Linked DNA regions of Sus scrofa: regions 2 and 3 are each linked to region 1. The links are chromatin contacts, called in public Hi-C and HiChIP or PLAC-seq maps. All regions are on one chromosome and are shown on one strand. The core of a region is the stretch at or near the end of the contact, and the rest is flanking DNA. Distances in the headings are between cores, read along the strand shown. Region 1 holds the start of OSTM1 (osteopetrosis-associated transmembrane protein 1). Region 2 holds the start of AFG1L (lactation elevated protein 1). Region 3 holds the start of SNX3 (sorting nexin-3).

Region 1 (3,068 bases), core at 384-2,883:
AAAGGGAAGGGAAAGGATGGTAAATCTGGAATTGAGCGGTTTGTCCTGGATTTTATAGGCTTTTGTACTGGATGCAGGTTTGGGCTGCACCCCAGGAACCCCTTCAGTCCCAAGCAAACCTAGACATTAGCCACCCCAGGAAAATAAGTTGTCTTGACTTTCTCAAATGTCATCCGGTAACTTTTTGGTCTTCCTATGTATTAGAGTTACCATTCTTAAGAGTTCTTTAGGCACCATTATGAGTAAATTGTTAAACCTACATGGAAAGTAATGTAGCACAATCAACATCACAAATGAACATACTCTCTGACCAGCAAGTCTACTTCTAGGAATTTATCTTAAATACATACTAACCTTGTGTAGATACAAGTATTACCTGCAATATTGTTTGTACTAGAACAATAAAAAATTATTTTATTCTTGTAAAAGAATAAATTAAAGGGACATGTTAAAGAAATGATAGATCCTTTCCCCTTCCCATTAGGAACACAAAACAATAATCAAACAGAGTGGCTAGAAAAGTAACTCTAACAACGCTCAGAAACATGAATTAGCACCATAATATGAACAGGAATTAGTACAGTAGCCCTGCAATTTACAAGGCAAAAATGAAAACAAGATGACATGAAACAGCAAGGAAATAATTTTTCTAACAAATCTGCTTATCAGATACTCCTCAGAAAACCGTTTTCCAGGTCATTAGCTTAAATTCTTTTTACAGCCCAGTAGTGGTATCAGGACGCTTTTCAGGGAAGGTCCCCGCAGCAACTGCCTTGGGCATGTCAGAAACTGGACGCGAGTTTCAAGTCCAGGGGTCTGCCCAGGATTTTCCAGGATTTCGCACTGGATGCACGTTTATGATGCACCCAGGAACCCCTTCAGTCGCAAGGAAACCTGGATATTTGCCATCCTAGGCCCAGGCTGCACAGTGGGTGAGAGAACTAAGACCTGCGCTGTCCAACGCAGCACAGCTAGTCAGCTGCGCTATTTAACATTCAAATTAAATAAAGTTTAACAATTCAGTTCCCTGGTCGCAGTAGCCACATTACAAGTGATCAGCAGCCACAAGTGGTTAGTGGCTACCACATTAGCCCAGATAGAGAATCTTTCCATCACCCTAGGAAGTCAATGGGTCAGCGCTGACACAGTTCGGAGTTAACAATGAGCTCGAAAGCCACTAAGCTCCACAACCAAAAATAAACAACCGCAATAAACTTTCCACATAGTTTGAGGGGGAAGTTATGCTAAGAAACGCCAAGGAAAAAACCTGCAAAGGCACCTGCCAGCAGGCTTTCTCAGAGAACTCACTCGTAATTCCCACGGCGGAGGCCGTCGGTCTTTCTGTGGTACCTAACTCCTCAGACTTCGAGAACGGATTGAACTTCCAAAGCGATGGGCAGCCGAGGGCAAGACCCCCGAGATTTAACTGCTCAACGGCAGACGCCAGTATTCACAGGGCGGGCGAGTCTTTGCTCGGTGTTTCACAGCCGGACGCCAGCGGGTCTCGCGCGCCCCTCTGTCAGGTGCTGGACACCCGCCGGGCACAAGCAGCCGCTAGTGTGTGCGCGCTCCCGCACGCGCGCTCGCCCGGCGGCGCGAGAGGCTCTCGGCAGCCAATGGGGCGGGGCGTCGCGCGCCGGGGGCGGGGCGGTGACGCGCGCACCTCGTGACCCGGCTCGCGGCCTGCGCCCAAGGAAGCCGGAAGCGGCGGCTGTCCAAAGGACCGACTCCGGGCAGAGAGGCGGAGGTCTGCGCCCTGGGGTTTGTGAACCCCGCGATGGACCCGGACGGGACAGTCGCGCGGCAGAGGTCATCGCTGCTGCTGCCGCGGCTGCTACTGGTGGCGTTGCTGTGGTCGGGGCTGGCTCTAGGCACCTTCTCCTTGGGCAGCAGTCCGCACCAGGTTCTCCACGACCTCTTGTCGGAGCAGCAGTTGCTGGAGGTGGAGGACTTGTCCCTTGCTCTGTTGCAGGGCGGAAGGTTGGGACCACTGTCACTACCCCCAGACTTGCCGGATCTGGATCCCGAGTGCCGAGAGCTGCTGCTGGACTTCGCACACAGCAGCTCAGAGCTGACTGGGTGTCTAGTGCGCAGCGCCCGGCCGGTGCGCCTCTGTCAGACCTGCTACCTCCTCTTCCAACAGGTCGCCAACAAGATGGACAACATCACCCGAGCCGTGGGGGTGGGTAGAAGAATACACCCGTGACCTCTGGCGTGGATGGTTGGGAAGGGAGGAGGATGTAATGATGGTTACCTCTGGGGCCTCAGTTTCCCCATCTGTGAGACAAAGGGGTTGATTAGAACTGTGGAGTTAGGGGCATCAAAAAAGTGGGTGGTATTTTAGAGCATGGCGTTTGGATTTTTGCCTCCCTGGTTCCTTTTGTGCATCTTCTTGGTACATGTTTGCAGATAGGAATGATTAGTTTTCTTGGGGCTTCTGCTCCCCAACCCTACCTTTTCTTCCCACTTTGCTACAGCTTGTTCCCATCTCCACCTGGAGTTCCCAGGAAGGACTCTTTCCTTTTGCAGTCCCAATTCAAGTGGGGAAACTACAGTGTGATGTTGGTTAGGAGCTTGAGCTTTGTAGCTAAACATTTTCAGATCACCACTTTCTCTCAGTTTGACTTTGGATTAATTATCTTGGAGTCTTAGTTTCCTCCTTTGTAAAATGGAGGAAAAACAGCTGCCCCATGTGACTGTTAAAAGAATTAAAAGAGATAATGCATCAAAGTTCATTTTAGTGATTTAGACTGTCTGGAGCTGGAGTTCCCATCGTGGCTCAGCAGTATCGAACCCAACTAGTAGTCCATGAGGACACAGGGTTTCATCCTTGGCCCCACTCAGTGTTGCAGTGAGCTGTGGTGTAGGCCAGCAGCTGCAGCTCTGATTTGACCCCTAGCCTGGGAACTTCCATATGCTGTGGGTGCAGCCCTTAAAAAAAACAAACAAAAAAACCCAAAAAAACCCCAAAAGAGTCAGTCTGGAGCCATTCTTCCAGACCACTTCTTTTCTGCTTATTAATGCTGTTCTCTGGGTAAGTTATTCTCTGTGCCTGTTTTCTCATCTGT
Region 2 (3,068 bases), core at 235-2,734, 190 kb before region 1:
ACTGAGTGACTATGGAATAGGAGTGGAAAAAAGTCAACGCTTTACCATATTCTTTCTTTTCCCTTTTGAATTTTGTAGCATTTGCTTGAATTGTCTAGTTCAAAATTTAACAATAGTTTATATTATGATGGAAATCTCATGCTACCAAAATATTCCATTATATAAGTGGATTACACTAAACTTTGCAGAAAAACCTGTAGTCACAGTTCTAGCATCAATTTCAACTTTATCGACTATAACAATCAAAGACTGATAGTTTTAGCTAAATTAGCCAATGCGAATCATTTTAAGATGTATGGGGAGGGATGCCTGAAGATTTAAAAAAAATTTAAAAAAAGGAAAGCGTTCAAGAATTTGGATGAGTGAGCAATAAGAATAATGTTATTCGTTCAAAAACATATCTGCCCATCAGGCACCAAACACTGTGCTAAGTGCTGAAGAACCAATGACACCTGGTCCTTGCCATTGAGTAGCCCTGATTTAGTGGGAGTATATGAATAGAGCAGTAAAATTATCACTCCTGTGGGCTTGATTACTCAAAATATAGGTTCATTCATTTGGAAACACGTAACAATTTGAATGAATGAATGAATATATGAAGCAAGCCTGGTGACAAAGTGACCTTGCTGAAGCCTCTAGTAATTTGAAAAGAACAAAAAGAATCAATCTCTCAGTCTGGGAATGCTCGGACACTTGCACTCCCAGAAGCCAGAGAGCCAAAAGGGCCTGCAAGCGTCAGAGGCTTGGCTTTTAGGTACAGTCCCAGGTCAACAGGAAAGGCGCAGGATGAAGAGTCCCCAGGCCTTAACCTGACACTTGGCATCCTTTCAAGCCAGGTACTCCCCCACTTGGGCTTACAAGGTCTCAACTTTCTAACATGTGGGAGGGAACGAACCCTGAGTCGACCTCTGAACCCTCAAAATGAAGGTCACTCTCAGCCACCTCCCTCAGTGCCCAGGGCTCCTTCATCAGCAGACTGTAACAGAAAATGCAAGAGAGCATGAAACTCCTCTCGAGAAAACCTCTCGAAAATTATGAACCAAGTAGGCGCTCGGGCAGCTCGAGGAGTGAGGGTGACTGCCCCGGTCCTATGCAGTCGGCTCGGCCTACTCCAGGCACAGTCACTGACCTTTACAGAGAGAGTTTCCAGGGGCGGTGGCCGGAGGGGCGAGAGCAGCGGCCCAGGCCCTGCACCCAACACATCTCCCTCTCAACCGGCTCTGCGCTAAGCGGAGGGTAACCAAGGGCGACCAGGAGGCCGCCATCTTGAGCTCCGTACAAGGGGAGCAAAAGGAAAACTTTATTGAAACCCAGAAGAAAGACGGTAGCACCGACAAATCCTGCAGTGCTCACAGAAGGCTCCGCCCGTGAGAGAACGAAAGAGAGAAGCGGAAAAAACGCAAGCTCAAGTAGCTAGGGGGCGGGCTGACTCCCATGCCCTCTGATCTCTCTTCCAGAGCAGACACTTGCAACTACGACTCCCAGCATGCAGTGCGGTGGCGCCGAAGGCGGTGCGGGGCAGGCAGCTCTGGGCTTGGGGGGAGGGGCACTTCTCCGCCCAGCGAAGGCAGCCGAGGATTCCACAACACTTTCAAGGAATTGGAACGGGATTACGACGTGTAAAGTAACCCCCCCTGAGCCTTTTAGGTTAGCATACCTGACTGAGACTCCAAAACCTAAATAAAATGTAAGTTTTTGCACAGCAAAGGAAACCATAAACAAAACAAAGAGACAACCCACAGAATGGGAGAAAATATTTGCTAATGAAACAACTGATAAGGGATTAATCTCTGAAATATATAAACACCTCCCGCAGCTCAATATCAAAAATCCAAAACAACCCGGTCAAAAAAATGGGCAAATGTAAATAGACATTTCTCCAAATGAGACATACAGATGGCCAAAAAACACATGACAAGATGCTCAACATCACTAATTATTAGAGAAATGCAAATCAAAACTACAATGAGGTACCACCTTACACTAGCCAGAATGGCCATTATCAAAAAGTTTACAAATAATAAATGCTGGAGAGGGTGTAGAGAAAAAGGAATCCTTTTACACTGTTGATGGGAATGTACACTCATGTAACCACTATGGAAAACAGTATGGAGGTTACTCAAAAAACAAAAAATAGAACTACCATATGATCCAGCAATCCCACTCCTGGGCATCTATCAAGAGAAAACCATAATTTGAAAAGATAAATGCACCCCAATATTTATTGCAGCACTATTACAATAGCCAGACATGGAAGCAACCTAAATGTCCATCAACAGAGGAATGAATAAAGAAGATTTGGTACATATATGCAATGGAATATTACTCAGCCATAAAAAAAAGAACAAAATAATGCCATTTACAGCAACATGGATGGACACAGAAACTATCGTTCTAAGCCATACAGTGAAAGGCAAACATCATATGAAATCACCTTTATGTGGAATCTTAAATAAAGGGGGGGAGGTACAAATGAACTTATTTGCAGAGCAGAAACGGTCTCACAGACTTTGAAAAACTTATGATTACCAAAGGGGACAGGTTGAGGAGTGGGAGGGATGGACTAGGAATTTGGGATTGGCATATGCGCACTGAGGTATATGGAAGGACTGGCCAATGGGGACCTGCTATATAGCACAGAGAACTCTACCCAGTATTCTGTGATAATCTATGTGGAAAAAGAATCCGAGAGAGAATGAATCTATGTATATGCGTGACTGGATCACTTTGTTGTACAGCAGAAATTATCACAGTCTTATAAATTAACTATAGTTCAATAAACCTAAAAAAACAATCAAAATAAAAAGTGGAGGATCCATTGGGCCCTCATATTTTAACAAAATATTGGTTACATCCCTAAGTGGTAGCCCCAGTTTGCCTCCAGTGTCCAGCTCATCTTTGGCAGAGTACCTGAAAAGTGCTATCACCTTTGTTTTCTGTAATGTAAATAATTTTCAATGTGGAATAAACTCAGATGTTTAGAAAGAACTTGTGTAGCGTGGGAAAGCCAGTGAACCACTGGACTGAATGGCCTTGAGACCATGTATCCAAAGAGGAATATCTAAGTG
Region 3 (3,068 bases), core at 240-2,739, 170 kb before region 1:
AGTTATATTATTTGTTGGTTTATTTATTATCTGTTTCCCCAAGAGAAACCATACATTTGACAATTACCCTCATGAACTCAGGGAATTTCAATACCTTCTCCATCTTTTTACCTCCAGTATCGAAGTGGAAAACACAGAGTTCCCATTGTGGTGCAGTGGAAACGAATCCAACTAGGAACCATGAGGTTGCAGGTTTGACCCCTGGCCTCGCTCAGTGGGTTAAGGATCTGGCATTGCCGTGAGCTGTGTTTTAGATCACAGACAGAGCTTGGATTCAGCGCTGCTGTGCCTTGGGCGCAGGCCAACTCCTAGCCTGGGAGCCTTCATATGCCGCAGGTGTGGCCCTAAAAAGGCCAAAAAAAAAAAAAAAAAAGTGGAAAACACCGAGTAGGCCTTCAATAAATATTTATTGAATGAATGAATGTAGAGTTTTCTTGAAAATAATCTACGTGTTCTTTTTTTTTTTTTTTTTTTTTTTTTTTGTCTTTTGGCCATTTCCAGGGCCACTCCCTCGGCATATGGAGGTTCCCAGGCTAGGGGTCGAATCGGAGCTGTAGCTGGCCTACATCACAGCCACAGCAACGCGGGATCCGAGCCGCGTGTGAGACCTACACCACAGCTCACGGCAACGCCGGATCCTTTAACCCACTAAGCAAGGCCAGGGACCGAACCCATAACCTCATGGTTCCTAGTCGGATTCGTTAACCACTAAGCCACAACGGGAACTCCTCATTTTTTTTTTAATACCAACTGTACTTAGTGTTATTAAGAAGGGCTGCTAATGATTCAGACAACTTTTCAGCTTAAGGGACAGATCAGATTATTTAAAGAGAATGGGTTTTCTGAATCTAACATAAAACACACACACACACACAAAGAGCTGTGATACAACAACATCAAGGGCCATAACTCCCCAGGCAGGGCAGGAATAGACATCTATCCTTCTACCTCAATGCTCAAAGTCTGCATTTATTGGCAATCAACTATGATCTACTTAATTGTTTTGTCTTTTTTTCATTTCTGATAAAGGTTTATCCGAGTTCCACTTCAAATGCTGTACCGATGTTTTATCACCTTAAAAAAAAAAGCTACTGGAGTTCCCATAGTGGCTCAGGGGTTAACAAATCTGACTAGCATCCATGAGGACGTAGGTTCCATCCCTAGCCTTGCTGAGTGGATTAAGGATCTCAAGCCGTGCCATGAGCTGTGGTGTAGGCCAGCAGCTACAGCTCCAATTCCACCTCTCCATGTGCTGCAGGTGCGGCCCTAAAAAAAGCAAAAACGCAACAAAACAAAAACTTACTTAAATTTTGTAACTGAAGGGGGAAAGCTGCAGATCACTCAAACATCAGAAATTCAAGGCAGGCTTCGGCCCATATACTACCTGTTAATTTTAGCCCATCGGTCTCCCAAAACGGTTTGACCGTTGGATATGACGTCATTAAGTTGTTCCCACCTTCAATTTACCAAACCAGACACGTGTCCAGTGAGACTCCAAGTTGATATCAAAATCATCATTTGAGGCATATGTTCAAGGTTATCTAGAAAAGCATTTTCAGTGGTTTATGGTGAGACAGTGGATATGTCGGAATTGAGTTAGCATAGGCAGTTCTGTTCCACTTGCAGGCAAATCTCTTCCATCTCGTTGTTTAACTTGTCTGGCAGCTACCAAGGCCTCTAAGATCGTTTCCGGTGTTCTTCTCACCGTTCCAGGTCTAGGCGGATACATAAAGACAGGAAGCGCCCGCCCCCGCACTCCGGTCCTGGGTCCCATAGCACCTCGGACGCAGCCCAGTAGCGGCGCGCTCGCCCGGTGCATTGTGGGCGCTGTAGTCTGGCCGGAATCTGTTCGCGCCTACAAGACCCGTGACTCTCCTTCTCCGCCGGCGAGCTCGCCGTTCCTCTCCGTGGCTTCCGCTGGGCCTCCCGGCCTCGGGGCGCAGCGTTCCGTCGGGTGGGTTGTTTCCTGCTTGGGCTCAAGAGGCAGCAGCCAGAGCGGCGCGGGGAGGAGCTTCGCGCGCAAGGGTGAACGCCCGCTCTACGTGCTCGTTCGCCTTGCGACCGCTGCGCGCGAGTCCGGTGTCCCCGCGGCGGGCAGCAGAGGCGGCGTCGGTGGATCGCGGAGGGGGCGGAGGGAGTCCGCGGCGGCGGCTACAGCAGCGAAATGGCGGAGACCGTGGCGGACACCCGGCGGCTGATCACCAAGCCGCAGAACCTGAATGACGCTTACGGGCCTCCCAGCAACTTCCTCGAGATCGATGTGAGCAATCCGCAGACAGTGGGGGTCGGCCGGGGCCGCTTTACCACCTATGAAATCAGGGTCAAGGTGAGGCCATCTTTCCCCCCTACAGAGAGACCCCTCCCATAGTTCCCTGGTGCCCCTAGCCTTCCCTGGAGCGCGTCTCCCTAGCGGCCTTGGCTGTTGAGTCCGGGGCTGCTGGCTGACATGGTAGGGCAGTTCTGTCCACGGGCGGGGTCGGGGGCGAGGGCCCCTCTTCGTGTTGGGCTGGCTTGGGAGTTGCAGAGTGACCTGAGCCCCGTGCTGGCACTTGAGGACGGTACGCGAAGAGGGCGTGGGTTGAACGCCGCTTGCCCCTCAGGCAGCTGATCTCGGAATGACATTTGAGTTGGAAAGGGGTAGATCTTTCGAGAACACAGCTCTTCTTTGGGAAGGGAGCTAAATGTGACTGAGAAAGGGGATTTGCTCAAAGTTGAAGCCTTTTCAGTTTTCTTTTCCTGGACACTTTTCTCCGAGGTGGCCAAGCCTAGCTGATTGCTTGAGGCCCTTCCCGAGCTACCAGACTCACCTCGTTTGTACGCTTCCCTGAACAGAACCTCAGGGGAGTTTACAAAAGCCTCTGACAAATGTGGTAGGGCTGAGCCGGGCGAGAACTGCAATTGGAAATGATCGGCCCTAGCTTTCTGGGTCACTGTCTGTTAAAGGGTGAGAAGTGGGGAATGTTGCCTTCCTCACAAAACTACAACTGCTTTAAGAAAAGCTTGTTCGTTGAGGGATCTTGCTCTCTTAATTTAGAGATTTGCACTTCACTGAATGAAGGAATCAGTTG

Evidence for each region. A called contact is a pair of places that touch in the nucleus more often than the background predicts. HiChIP or PLAC-seq counts read pairs in DNA pulled down with a chosen protein or histone mark.
Region 2: a Hi-C map of embryonic fibroblasts shows a contact between it and region 1, with 1.7 times the contacts expected there. The contact joins the promoter of AFG1L here to the promoter of OSTM1 in region 1. A contact is called at or near these places in 1 of 5 promoter capture datasets (liver), 2 of 47 Hi-C or Micro-C datasets (embryonic fibroblasts and liver) and 1 of 2 datasets of contacts at active chromatin or transcription factors (alveolar macrophages).
Region 3: an H3K27ac HiChIP or PLAC-seq map of alveolar macrophages shows a contact between it and region 1. The contact joins the promoter of SNX3 here to the promoter of OSTM1 in region 1. A contact is called at or near these places in 1 of 5 promoter capture datasets (liver), 4 of 47 Hi-C or Micro-C datasets (blood, heart right ventricle and skeletal muscle) and 1 of 2 datasets of contacts at active chromatin or transcription factors (alveolar macrophages).

Annotation. Positions count from the first base shown.
Region 1 is chr1:74,179,730-74,182,797 of Sscrofa11.1, reverse strand. It overlaps OSTM1 (osteopetrosis-associated transmembrane protein 1), which reads left to right and starts at 1,633. Exons shown (of 6, transcript XM_001927476.5): 1 at 1,633-2,182. The coding sequence starts at 1,778.
Region 2 is chr1:74,365,837-74,368,904 of Sscrofa11.1, reverse strand. AFG1L (lactation elevated protein 1) reads right to left here and starts at 1,484. Exons shown (of 14, transcript XR_002343776.1): 1 at 1,130-1,484.
Region 3 is chr1:74,348,156-74,351,223 of Sscrofa11.1, reverse strand. SNX3 (sorting nexin-3) reads left to right here and starts at 1,489. Exons shown (of 4, transcript XM_021090786.1): 1 at 1,489-2,260. The coding sequence starts at 2,165.